2 separate regions of the Bombyx mori genome follow, and region 2 is linked to region 1. Evidence: chromatin contacts called from public Hi-C data. All regions are on one chromosome and are shown on one strand. Each heading gives the region's core, a stretch centred on a gene start, on an enhancer-like site or on the middle of the called end of the contact. The rest is flanking DNA. Distances are from core to core; before and after follow the strand shown. Region 1 overlaps LOC101741193 (ATP-dependent RNA helicase abstrakt). Region 2 overlaps LOC105841955 (aminopeptidase N).

Region 1 (6,898 bases), core at 1,656-4,155:
GAATGTGTTGAACGCGAGCTACATGTAGGCGGAGTGGGGGTGTTAGGTTTTATTTTCGTTACAGAATTTCTTGATTCGGTCGCCGCGCTCAAAGCTATGCTATTAAAAAGAATGCCCTGATTTAGTATCTTAAGTTAGGAATTTTCGATGGTAGGCGTAGCCGTCTCCGAATGCATGGAGGTGGTCCAGAAAGGCGTTCACATCATGGTGGCAACGCCGGGGAGGCTGATGGATATGCTGGATAAAAAGATGGTAAGACGATCAGGATTTTCTTTTTTTTTTTATCACGAGGAAGTCGCTGGACTCCCACCCTCCACGGGGGATGGCGGGTGGGGCATGTTGGAGTCAAACCGACTTAAACCTCCTGTCGCTCAACAACCCACGTCCGTGCCTCGCATGAGACAGAACTCATGAAAAGGCAAAGGGGAGAGTGAAGCGCTTAGTGCGGAGCACATCTCTCCCATCACCCTCCCCCAAGTCGATCAGGATAGAACTTAATTTTGACTGATCCGGTGGAGCAGCAGTTAACACCCATGACTGCTGTGCCGAGGTTCGCAGGTTCGATTTCCGCTTCAGGCAAATATTTATGTGATAAACAAATTTTTTTGCTCTTTATTTATAATCTATATATATGTATATATTTAAACGTACTAGTGGTGCTTCGGTAGTCCAAATTCGAGTATATTTAATTGAAATTATAAGTTTGAACATTATTGTTATTGGTTCTATTGTCAAAGACTATTTATGCTTCTATAATCATAGATTTCGCCAAGAGTCGCTATAGACAAATAATATTAAAGATAAACAATATTAATTTATTCTCAATTTGATCACAGAATTTAAATAATAAGAAAAGTTTGATAATAAACAAAGCGTTTTGTGTCAAATACATGGTAGTGTGTTTAATGTTTTTTTTTAATTGACTTCATCTATTTTTTATGCAAAATTAAAAAAAAATATTATCATTGTGCATTCCTTCTCTATATTCTCTATAAGCGTGGAAAATATCATACTTGTCCGACCGCGCAATTTTCGTAAAAAGGGTTACAAAGTTTTTGCTTCACGTATTAATATATAGATATATGTATTTATGTAACTATGTATGTATGTAAGTATATGTGTATGTATTTGTAATTTAATATAAATTTCATTGCACCTACCACTATTTACTCTGCACTCCCTTTGGTTGACCAGTAGATAAGGCCTTAGGTATTAAGTCTGCCAATCAAAAATTTACATTAAGTGTAATAAATAAATAAATACATCAGTCTCCGGTACCGATAAAACACAGGGAACCCTGAATTTGAGGGCCGGATATCCGTGCGTGTTTGGTTCCCAATTATCCGTTTACGTCCAGGTCCGGCTCAACGTCTGCCGGTACCTCTGCATGGACGAAGCTGATCGCATGATCGACATGGGCTTCGAAGAGGACGTGCGAACGATATTCTCTTACTTCGCCGGGCAGAGACAGACGTTACTGTTCAGCGCCACTATGCCGAAGAAGATCCAGAACTTTGCTCGGTAGGTCTTTTGTCAACTGAACTTTCAGCCTTTTACTGGTGGCAGGACGTCTTGTGAGTCCGCGCGGGTAGGTACCACCCCCTGTTTCTGCCGTGAAGCAAGAAAGGTGTTGTTTTTCCTACCTATGTTGATAGCCTTGAGAGGCTATTTCAGCTTCGCCCTAACATGTGGGTGAGCTCACGGGGCTCAAACCTGACGATGTTGCTAACACGAACCCTAGCAAGAGCAGTGCTTCGCAGAATCTACCACCGGATCGGAAACGCGACCCAGCACAGACATCAAATGGCTGATGAACCACTGTTATCACATGTTTGGACCTCAAGAAACATTACAGCAAACCCTTTACGGTCCAATGTCCTCACGCATTGGACATAGGACCGCCTCATGAAATTCGCTGCTCGCGTTACCGCTTTTTATTGCTTAGATGGGTGGACGAACTCACAGCCCACCTGGTGTTACGTAGTTACTTGAGTCCATAGGCATCTACAACGTAATTGCGCCACCCACCTTGAGATATAAGATCTAAGCTCTCAGTATATTTACAACGCCTGCTCCGACCTTCAATCCGAAACGCATTACTGCTTTACGGCAGAAATAGGTGGTGGTACCTGGGTAGCGCGCGGACTCACAAGACATCCTACCACCAGTAATTACGCAAATTATAACTTTTGCGAGTAAAATTGTGCGTCCCATTTATATTGTTTAATAATTAAAACACCATTCAAACTAGAAAGCGTGATCACTTCGCAGTACTTACTAATCACGCAAAACATTAAGAGAGTTCAATTTTTATTACCCCATGTTATAATAAATAACGTGTAAATAATAAATAAATATTTACTAACAATCACGCCACGTTAACTGGTCCCGTGATAAGTTCGTAAAGAACTTGTGTTACAGGTACCAGATAACGGAAATAAATGTAAGATTTTTATTATACACATACACATATTTAATATACATCCATAACCCTGGAAAAGACATTTATATTTATCATACACAAATATCTTCCCTTGGCGGGATTCGAACCCGCGACCCCCTTGTGTAGTGACCATGTCACTTACCACTACACCAGACGGCCGTTGATGTCCATGGACTACAGCGGTCAAATAACATCAGTTGCGCCGTTAAGTATTATACCCATTTACTCAACGAACAACGAATTATTATACGGCCATTTCCGCTCCCATATTAAGCCTGATTGAAAGTACTAAAAATTGCGCAAATTATAATTTGGCGGGTCTATCCAAAAAGACCACTGAAAAACTCCTCATTCGTGTAAGAGACTCTTCGAAAACACTTAACAGATCAGCTCTGGTCCGTCCGGTGACGGTAAACGTGGGGCGCGCTGGGGCTGCCTCGCTCACCGTCCGCCAGGACCTGGAGCCGGCGCAGCCCGAGGCCCGCACCGTGCAGCTGCTGCACTGCCTGCAGAAGACTCCGCCCCCGACCCTCATATTCGCCGAGAGGAAACAGGACGTGGATGCCGTGCACGAGTACTTGCTGCTGAAAGGTGAGACCAGTTCCTATTTTCAGCAATGATTTACAGGACCCAGCGTTCTCCGTGGTGGTTGTTGGAGGATTGTTGGGTATTTAGTCAAGATAGGTGGCGCATTTACGTCGTAGATGTCTATGGGTTTCAGTAACCACTTAACACCAGGTGGGCTGTGAGCTCGTCCACCCATCTAAGTAATAAAAATGAAAGCATTGTTCCTATTGCACCACTATAGTTTGTTAAGAATGCCAGGTCCCTGAAACTTTAAGACAAATATATTTTTTCTGTATGGAAACTAGCGACATCTCGTAGCGGATGCCCCTAAACTTATATGTTGTTAAAGTTAACGCATTTAATTATGGTATAAATAAACACAGAACATAAAAATTAATAAATCATATAAGCTGTTATAGATAAATTAATTAAATTTTATCACTTTTGTGGTTTCTGAAGACTTACAAAATCCTTCATTAAAAATAAAATATAGGATAGTTAATATATTACTGCCATCTACAGGAGTAATGAGAAACTAATCGAAGCGAAGCCATCTAGTGGCCGACGCCCGTAAATTAGTATAAGTATTTACTGGTGGTAGGACCTCTTGTGAGTCCGCGCGGGTAGGTACCACCGCCCCGCCTATTCCTGCCGTGAAGCAGTGATGCGTTTCGGTTTGAAGGGTGGGGCAGCCGTTGTAACCATACTGAGACCTTAGAACTTATATCTCAATATGGGTGGCGCATTTACGTCGTAGATGTCTATGGGCTCCAGTAACCACTTAACACCAGGTGGGTTGTGAGCTCGTCCACACATCTAAGCAATAAAAAAAAAATATAAAGATTACAATTTGAAAGTCACTCTAAACTAATCTAACATCGTGTGTCCTGGTCGATATGAGACCCAAGAGTGCTGGGTCCGGATACGAAGCGATGCCCTGGATGCTGATCATTTAGATCAGTCAAGTTGTGTTGACAGCTCTCTTCGTGACAGCTGACGGTCGATTCCCGGAAGGTACATGCGACGGGTTTCCATGTAATGGCCTTACGTAACACCCTTCTGAAGATCGATCATCAGCACATTGATTGTAACGCTTAAACATGCCAATGCCATTGTCAGGAGTGGAAGCCGTCGCCATTCACGGTGGCAAGGACCAGGAGGAGAGGTCTCGGGCAGTCGAAGCCTTCAGGAGGGGGGAAAAGGACGTGCTGGTGGCCACGGATGTCGCTAGCAAAGGTCAGTATTGCGTTTTGAGCCATATCGGTACGAGTGGCGCGGCACTTTATGCCGCCGACCAGGGTAGTACAGGGAATCCTTGCTTGGGACCGGTTGTGATTAATACCCGGATATTATAGTAATTTTTAGTACTTTCAATCAGGCACAATATGGAAGCGGAAATGGCCGTATGACATTTCGTTGTTTTGTTGAATAAATGGGTATAATACTTAAGGGCGTAACTGATCCGTAGTCCATGGACATCAATTATTTTCACGTTATAAACATGGGGTTATGAAAGTTGAACTCTCAATGCTTTGCGTGATTAGTAAGTGCTGCGAAGCAATTTGAATGGTGTTTCAATTGTTAAACAATATAATTGGAATGCACAATTCTACCCGCAAAAATTATAATTTGCGTAATTAGTGATGGTAGGACGAATTGTGACCACCGCCCTACCTGTTTCTGCCGTGAAGCAGGGTTTCGGTTTGAAGGGCGGGACGGTCGTTGTAACTATACTGAGACCTTACAACTTATATCTCAAGGTGGGTGGCCGTATTTACGTGTGAGCTCATCCGTTCATCTAAGCAATAAAAAAAGCTTTCCCCAAGTCTCAATAGGAATTCGTGGTCCCTTGCCATGGGTTCGCCCCGGGTATGGTAGGTAGCGGCTTGACTCTGCTCCTGGCATTGCTAACGTCCATGAGCGACGGTGACCACTTACCATCAGATGGGCCGTATGCTCGTCTGCCTACAAAGGCAATTAAAAAAAAAACCTGTTCGGATCTGTAAGTCGGCCGCGACCCCCAGGGCTCGACTTCGCGAACATCCAGCACGTCATCAACTACGACATGCCGGAGGACATCGAGAACTACGTGCACCGCATCGGGCGCACGGGGCGCGCGGGGGGCGGGGGCGTGGCCACCACGCTGCTGGGCCGCCCCGACCACAGCGTGCTGCGGGACCTGGTGCATCTGCTGCGGGAAGCCGGACAGCGGGTGAGTGTGGGCGCGGGGGGTTTAGGAGGGTTGGGGGGGTTAACAGCGCTCTCTGACTGTTGTATCAGAATACTGCGATTTACTAGTGCTAAAGCTTAATACAGGTTAGCAAATTTAAAAACTACCATAACCCGACAGCTGTCCAACCACGTAAACCTTAAAGTACTTGATAGTTCAGTTTTTTTTTATTTATTTATTCAAGGAAAGGAAATTATTATTTATTCAGGAAATCGTATGAGTAGCTAGTGGCATTTTTTATAAAAGTTAATCTGAACTTTAAATTTTAATCATGAACTCTGGTATTTTTTATTTTTTATTTGGGTACTAACCTAACAAATTTTTTTTTGCTTCGAGTCTCCAATAGCTCTACTATGTGGTGTTTCGGGATTATCCATTCTTTCTGGGACACCCTGTATATTCATTAGTTTTGTGTTTGGCGTGTAGGTCCCTGGCTTCCTCCTCGACATGCTGGGTGAGCCCGATGTGCCGGCTCCCGCTGGGCAGGGCTGCTCTTACTGCGCCGGTCTGGGACACAGGATCACAGGTTCGAGGAATACTGACCAAATATACTTTATCTCAAAAAAAAAACAAAAATACGTGTGTGCAATGTTTCGTACACGTTAGTAATAAAAAAATCTCATAGATGGCGCTGTTTTTAAAAACCTCTGTATGATGCTTCCAATCTCGTTTTCTCCCATGTTAAATCTTATGAATTTGTGTGTGTCTCTTTTTCGTTTCATCGTCTTTCAAATCACAACGATGCTAAAGAAGTTTTCACTTATAAAAAAAAGAAACTCCAAATGAAACATCTTCAAATTACTTTCATGGGTTTTTGCTTTTGCCTCTCAGACTTTAAAAAAAAGTGTCATTAACATATGCTCACCAGAAATTTAGTTTGCGTGAGAAGAATCAAAATTTAAATGGTACGGTTGTCTGCCCTCACATTGTTAAGTGTCATCGATCACCAGTGGCCACTCACTATCAAGCGGGCCTTGTTGTCCGTCTGTTTGTTCCGGCTAATCTCTGGAACGGCTGGACCGATTTTGACGAGACTTTCACTGATAGGTAGCTGATGATATAAGGAGTAACTTGGGCTACTTTTTTTAGACTAGGTTCGCCCCACGGCGTCACCCGCGGTACGACAACAAACGCGGGTAACATCGCGGGACGCAAATATAAATAATAAAATTTAATGTTTCCGAAGCGAAGCGAGGGCGGGTCGCTAGTCAATAAACAAAACTTATTTTTCCGTTTACAGAATGTCCGAAGTTGGAAGCCGTGCAAAATAAGCAAGCATCGAATATCGGCAGAAGAGACTATTTAGCGAACACCGCAGCCGATTATTAATAATATCAATTATTGTATTTGAGAAGAACTGTAAAATAAATTAATTTAAGAGAATTTGATTTTTGTTTTTATTTAATTAGTGTTGTAAATGATGCGACAAAAAACCCACCAGCGTAACAAAAAGTTCTTTTATTTGTGCGAGAAAGCAGAAAGCAGGTAGAAATGGCTGGCACGGCTTGTTTTATTATTTTGGCTTTGGCTAGTGGCAGTGGCGGAAGGGGGCGTGTTAACATGGCTTGGCGGCAGGGCATGGCAGCTGACGTCACGTCCGTTACATCCAAGAATGTATGGTGGTCGCTTCACGCCCGTGACCGCGTCGAGTGAATAAT
Region 2 (7,131 bases), core at 3,639-6,138, 160 kb after region 1:
AAGTGTGGCAATCGAAGATTTTTATAAGTACTACGCTGGCAACAATTGTAACGCGCATGCAAATATTAGGGTGTCGAGAGCGGGGACGAGAATGTGCCTAATAAATCGCGCAAACAGATGTGTTACCAGATCAAAAAAGAAATACGACGACAAAAGGCTGTTATGTGGGTGCTTTTGATTTTTTAATTTAGCTGCTCGGACAACTCGTGCCAAGTCCCTATGCAGCATGATGAGAAGAGGTGCTGCTTCAAACCTTTATAACCTCAGATAAGAGCAAGAAGGTGGACTTACCAGCTACGACTATAGCTCGACTGGCCGGCAGTCTCCCGGCTCGGCTCAGGACGAAGGCATCATCTAAAATCAAGGCTCTTTCAGCGGCCGAAGCGCCATCGTAAACGCGAGCAGCATCGGAAGCCTGGAGCGGTAGATGACGAGACAATTCAATTTTCACAACAGCCCAATTGCGTTTTATTAATTGGTCAGATTGGTAGGTCGAACTTGTCTGGTGTTAATTCGTTAACGTAAATGCAGAAGCACAAGTTGAGATACGGCTTGTGCAGCGTGTAGCGTACATTACTTGTTAGTCGAACGACGAGGGTCGTCAGTGAAGTGGCTGGTCCGTCGGGGTCAACAGTGAAACGCTGATGATTAGTCTTCAACCACTTGCAGTGTGTTTCGTGAGATTATACGGACAAATACAAGAAATAAAACCTCGCCATTCCGTCCAAACTGCAAGTGGCTGAAGACTAGCCATCAGCACTTCACTGGTTAGCCTGACATGATGGATCAGCCGCTTCAAGCGCAACGGACGCCCCACCCTTCAAACAGAAACGGATTCGCGGCACGAATAGGCAGAGCGGCGTTTTATGACCTGACTATTTCTGCTTAGAAGCAGTAACCCGTTTCGGTTTGAAGGTAGGGGCAGCCATTATATTGTAGAAACTGAGACCTTAGAACTAATATCTCAAGGTAGGTGGCGGCATTTACGTTGTTGATGTCTATAGGCCCGGTAACTATTTAACAGCAGAGGAGTAGTGAGCTTGTTCTCCCATTTAAGCAAAAAAAGCCTCAGGGTACTACTATTCTGGCTTTATCCTGACTAGTGGGCTAGCGTAGCCTGAGACTGTTAATACTAACCATAGCAAGAGCAGTGCTTCGCTGAATCTACCACAGGATCGGAATTGCAACCCACTGAGGAGATCCTGCGAGAAGCTCAGTGGGCTGTGGGGAAGTTAATCATTTGTTGTTCTGCATTAAGGATTTCCTTACCTCCTCCCCTGCTCGGTCCTGTGGCGCGACCCGGTACAGTCCACGAGCTCCGACGTTGTATCTGATCCATTTGTGTTTACCTAGATCCGGTATGACCACTGCGAAACATTATCTTCTGTTGTTTTAAATAATCTAGTAATTCCTCATAGCACGGTAGACCGAAAACTCTGTCTGCTCTTGGAGACTCTTTCTGCGCTTTATCATTTGGCAAACTTTAGCAGAAGATATACTCCTGACCCGGATGATACGTGGTGAGAAAATCTTGGAAGATGACGGTAAAAAAATTATGGAAACTTCAAAGTTTCTCGGAGGAACGTTTATAGGAAATAATACCCTAATCTCCATAGACCCGTATGTTCTAAATGGTCCAATTTATTTGGATTGGACAATATTGGTTCTCTATCGTATCGAATTACTAATGTTTTTTTACACGATCATCCAAAATAGGAAAGGTTTACGCGGTTCGTGTATGTAAACTAGTAAGGATTTTTACACGGATGTCCAAAATAGGAACGGTTTCCCGGTCTCTGGATGCGAGTTCCTTTTATAACTTTTAAATGCCTCTACAGTAACGAATGTACGGGCGATTGTTAAGAATTTTCCGAGTGACACTGAATATATGTACTTCAACAAGAAAGCTTTGATTAGTCGATTTTTAAAAGTATCAAACTTTTCACTCAGTTGCCGTTATATGTGTATTTGTGTATACATATGAACTCACACAACTCTCCTGGTATGAATATGAACTCACACAACTCTCCTGGTATAAATATGAACTCACATAACTTTCCTGGTATAAATATGAACTTACTTTCGGTATCGTTCATCCAGACCAGATGCGTCGTGTTCTCCGTCCATCGCGATGTCTGAAGCGGCTTTGTCTCGTTTCCAATGTCGTACCTTCGGATCATAGCGTTTGGATGCAAAACGATTTGGAGCATACCTGTGTCTCCTAGTCTGGGAGAGAGCTCAGCGCTGGGCCATGGCCAATTGCCAACGATAACCGCAATCCTGAATATTTTCAAGAGAAGACGAAAGAAAAGCTTTCCAAACTGTAGCACGGAATGTAACGCGATCAAAAATCAATTCGTGCGGTCAACGGCTTCGTGGGAGCACATGGGTTCGTCATTGCCGAAAGTACTTTTTTTCGTATTAGTCATAGTAATGATTTGTAAAGTTCTAACGGAGGCATCTAGATGGTCACAGCTTGGTCGCCGCGAAGGCAGAAGTTAAGGGAGACGGAAGTGGCTTTTTTTTCAGTAGGGGGGAACCTTTTGCGAGGTGGTCTTAGGGGGCACGCGGGGTAAGTGTACAAAACAAGAGCAAAAGTTTTAAATTTCGTACCATACGATTTTGTGTATTACGCTCATTTATTGGGAATTTCCACACGAGGAACACCTCTGAGAATTCGCGCAGGCGAATGCGGAGGCGAATTCGAGAACATTCGCATTTGCGAAGGCGAGGATCCGTCACCGTTCTAGTGATCGTTCGTTTCGCCACCGCCTTCGGTTTCCCCACGCTCTTGATACTACTTCCAGTTATGCATTTCAGTTTTATGGGTATCTCCTTAATAATTATTATTGATCTTTACAAAGATCATGTTGCTTCATAAGTCAATGTCGTTATGCGGTACCAGTAACAAAACCAAGCCCCAAGCATATGTACGCGAGGAAACCTTGTCTCCTTAGCGTCAGGAATAGGCGGGATAGTCACAGCAGTCCACGGTCTCCACTCACCAAGTTCCGTTGTGCATTGTGTGGATTTCCTCCGGGTCTGCTTCCAGGGGGCCAACGGTGAAGGTAATCGGGATAATCCATTTCGGTGGCGGCAGCTTCGTCGTCTTCGGCGACGGCTTCTTGGTGGTGGTGGTTGGGAGTGGGGTGGTCGTGGTGGTGGCATTGTAGTCCTCTTCGGTAGCGTCCGTGTAGTTTTCTATAAGAATGCGTTATATGCTAATGATTTGGTGTCCGTGGACGATAGTCCAGGTAGTAATAACAATCAGTGTTTAAAACTCAAACATCCACTTCAAGTGTCGTTGAGAAATGTGCAAGACCTTGAAAAAGCTATTTCTAATCTAACCACTTAGCGGTCTCCCGACTGACCCAGACCCCTCCGCGCTACCCTGTGCATTGTGCTATCAATGTTTGTAACCCCATCATTGCACCTCGCAACATAACTCATTTCATACAAACCAACGGTTCATAGTTATATCTGAAACCATAGTTCCCATTGAATCTCTGCCTGGACCCTGAGATTCGAACCAGTCTCTGAGTTCAAGATTATTCCCACCAGTACTTACTGAAGCTCATAGACATCTCAGCGAGAGACAGGTCTGTGATGGTGGGACATACCCGTGCAGTCTGCTAATACACAAGCCAAATATAATTTAAGTTTGTTTCACTTATATCTACGTTTATTTATTACCTGGATCAAAGAACAATGCTTCGAGATCGGCTCTCAAGTCCTGAGTGAGGAGGTCGTTCAGCATTGGAGGCTCTGGGGGTGGTGGTTCGGCCGTCATCAGGAACCTGGGAGTTGAATGGGGTATGCTTTAATGTATTATTCACCGGGCAGGTTTTGAAGTCGTCGTGGCCTAAAGGATAAGACGTCCGGTGCGTTCGTGTTGAGCGATGCACGGGGTGTTCGAATCCCAGGCGGGTAACGATTTTTATAATGAAATACGTACTTAACAAACGTTCACGATTGACTTTCACGGTGAAGGGATAACATCGTGTAATAAAAATGAAACCCGCAAAATTATAATTTGCGTAATTACCGGTGGTAGGACCTTTTGTGAGTCCGCACGGGTAGGTACCACCACCCTACCTATTTCTGCCGTGAAGTAGTAATGCGTTTCGTCTTGATGGGTGGGGCAGCCGTTGCTATACTGAGACCTTAGAACTTATATTTCAAGGTAGGTGGCGCACTTACGTTGTACATGTCTATGGGCTCCGGAGCTCCGGTAACTACTTAACAACAGGTGGGCTGTGAACTCGTCCACCTATGTAAGCAATAAAAAAAACCTAGGACTTAATCGCGGTCATAGTTAAGATTTTAAATGAGGAGCATATAACTGACCTTTCTTGTTTGAGAATGACGTCATCTCCGACTGTCGTCGCGCTCAGCAACGGATACCCTGGCTTCTCGCACCAGCCGTCCCACGCGTGGGCCTGCACCGATGCATCGTCAGGGTTGTCACGTTGCAACGCCCGCCATAAATCTCTGGATATATATTTTTTTATGTTACAAATCTGTTCCTTGTGGCGCGACCAGATAGGTATTCTTCATCTAATGTCTCTAATGTAAAGCTTCCAACATCTACAATCAGCATGTCTATAGCAATTGCATGCTAGACGACAAATCTTTAGCTAGGTATTGGTACGCCACGGCCGTATTCGCCTTGGAGTGGGTTAAGGAAGATATGGGCATCTTTGGTGCGGAGGCCGCAACTTCAATTCGATTTAGTGCAGGAAAGAGATGTTTATGTCGCAGTTTCAGTAAATGTTATTAATCGAGTTTAGTCGGAAGCGTCAAGTAGTTCATTTAGGTAAGGTCGATAAGGCGATGGCAACGCCAATTTCCGACGGTTTGACGTTTGAGGCTGTTTGACAGTTGACGTTTGAGGTACCTACACTTTTACTGTAAAGAATAAACTGCCATCTTTAGGGACCGACCCGAACGGTCATTACTTGGTCACTTGGGTCGTTGTAACGAGCTTCCCGCGTTTGTCGACTAACCTCCATTTATCTGTTCGATCATTAGTGATTCTCTGTAAATTTGTTTGCTACAGTGAAAATAAACGTTTGCATTGATTGTCTCATCAGTTATTTTGAGTGCTCGGCAATGTGTGCTCACACTAATAATGGATCATTCTACCCCGCTCCGTACCTATATATCTGACGTGTCCTATTAAAATGGAATGCCCTCTGTGAAGTCGTTAACAAAGATTCTGTGTTCAGCTTCAGATCCGGATGCTGTGGTCGGTCTTCGTCCAGTAGACCTAGACACCGATCATAAAACATAGCTTACCTGGCGTCGGCGCTTGCATAGCGGTGATCGCGCAACAGACGCGCGAGTGCTGCTCGGCCAGTTTCCTCACCGGCTGCTTCGATTGCCATACTAACTATGGCAGCACCCTAGACAGTAAGAAATCAATGAAAAAAACCAAACAAGACAACCTTCGCGTGTGGTACTCGTTGAGACAAATCTTATTAGTCTAAACTGCATAAGATTATAGCCCACTGATGGTACTTGTTGAGACAAATTTAATTAGTCCAAACTGCATAAGATTATAGCTCACTGAGTTTCTCGCCGGATCTTCTCAGTGGGTCCCGTTTCCGATACGTAGTTCCGATGGTAGATTCTGCGAAGCACGACTCTTGCTAGGGTTCGTGTTAGCAACGTCGTCAGATTTGAGCCCGATATGGTCTCTCTAGACCAGGGGTTTTCAAGCTTATTTTATCTACTGCCCACTTTAAGAATAAATTATTTTTCAGCGCCCCCATCCTACTTAAAAACCACTATAGTGAGAGCTTAGTCGGTGTCTAAGAGTCCTTCTAGATTAAATTACAAATCGCCAAGCTCAAGCCACAACGCCCCCTTTTTTCCAGGGTCTCTTACTGCCCCCCTTTAGGCCGGCAGCGCCCACAAGGGGGCGTTATTGCCCACTTTGGGAAAGGCTGCTCTAGACCATCAGCTTAGGTAGGAAAAAAAAAGATTACTAATGGTAGAGAAAACAGACGCAAGGGTTACCTTGTGCAGAGAGAGTTCATCCGTAGCCGACTCGATGTCGGCGCGTTCGAGTCTCAATGCCGCGACCGCCCGAACTGTACTTCCAGAGTCTAACCTGAGGGTGAGCATTAGAAGATTTATTTTTATTTTTATTGCTTAGATTGGTGGAGTACTCACAGCCCACCTGGTGTTAAGTGGTTACTGGAGTCCATAGACATCTACAACGTAAATGCGCCACCCACCTTGAGATATAAGTTCTAAGGTCTCAGTATAGTTACAACGGCTACCCCACCCTTCAAACCGAAACGCATTCAAAAAACGCAAAGTCAGTCCAGGGATTTGGGTCTCGAAATGATATTCTGCCGTTGAAGTAAGCTTATCAGCTTCTGACCGTTAAATACGAATCGCGTGCTTTTGCATCCAAGAGACAGCTCCAACCATAAACCGATTTGGAACACATTTTATGAGATTTTTTTATTGCCTAAGCACCTGGTGTAAAGTGATCATCGGAGTCCATAGACATTAAAAATGTAAATCCCGTCATCCACCTTGAGATATGAGGTCTAAGTCTCGGTTCTATAGTACAAGAGTTGCCTCATCCTTCACACCGAAACGCATTACTGGTGATAGTGGAGGGTGCTGTTCCGTGCGTGATCACATAACGCCCTACCACTAGTGAAAACGCCAATTATGATATAAATTTGCCTTACCTCAGTGCTGGCAGAACATGGTCGAGCAGCAAAGCTTCTTCTTGCTTCAGGGCGGAATTTTTGAAGGGCGGTGCTTTTTCAGCTATTAGCGATGTTAGGGCTTCCATCAGCCACTGCGACGCCCACCATCTTGGAGAGACTAGGCCTCCGAACCACTGAATAAAAAGAGCTAGTTAATGAACCAATCAGTCTTTAATCTATTTAATAAATTTTCTTTATTCGGAAAGTAACTACACTTAAAGAAATCAGATGCTGCTTAGACAATCAATACAAAGGGAATAGAAATACCAGTTGATTTCCTCAGAAAAAAAAACACTAAGAAACAAGGTACTTGCTGACCTGCTGTGCCAAAAGTCTTGCTATAGTTTTGGTGTCAGATAAAGTGGCTGGCGCGAGAGTAATGAGGCCCCAACCTTCTGAA

Evidence for each region. A called contact is a pair of places that touch in the nucleus more often than the background predicts.
Region 2: a Hi-C map of midgut shows a contact between it and region 1, with 2.7 times the contacts expected there. The contact joins two enhancer-like sites. A contact is called at or near these places in 2 of 7 Hi-C or Micro-C datasets (midgut and whole pupa).

The regions. Positions count from the first base shown.
Region 1 is chr11:2,829,481-2,836,378 of ASM3026992v2, forward strand. LOC101741193 (ATP-dependent RNA helicase abstrakt) reads left to right here. Exons shown (of 12, transcript XM_004922191.5): 6 at 155-252; 7 at 1,358-1,521; 8 at 2,829-3,034; 9 at 4,130-4,246; 10 at 5,035-5,222; 11 at 5,667-5,766; 12 at 6,481-6,623. The coding sequence ends at 6,569. Among protein-coding and RNA genes, the nearest start is that of LOC101741193, 7.7 kb to the left of the region's middle. Within about 2 kb of position 2,906, at least 3 of the 8 cell types and tissues checked have open chromatin away from gene starts, as enhancers often do.
Region 2 is chr11:2,983,418-2,990,548 of ASM3026992v2, forward strand. It overlaps LOC105841955 (aminopeptidase N), which reads right to left. Exons shown (of 28, transcript XM_021349745.3): 13 at 7,050-7,131; 14 at 6,711-6,865; 15 at 6,022-6,115; 16 at 5,299-5,405; 17 at 4,348-4,491; 18 at 3,694-3,797; 19 at 3,006-3,201; 20 at 2,081-2,169; 21 at 1,270-1,367; 22 at 292-415. Among protein-coding and RNA genes, the nearest start is that of LOC134199648, 8.4 kb to the left of the region's middle. Within about 2 kb of position 4,889, at least 3 of the 8 cell types and tissues checked have open chromatin away from gene starts, as enhancers often do.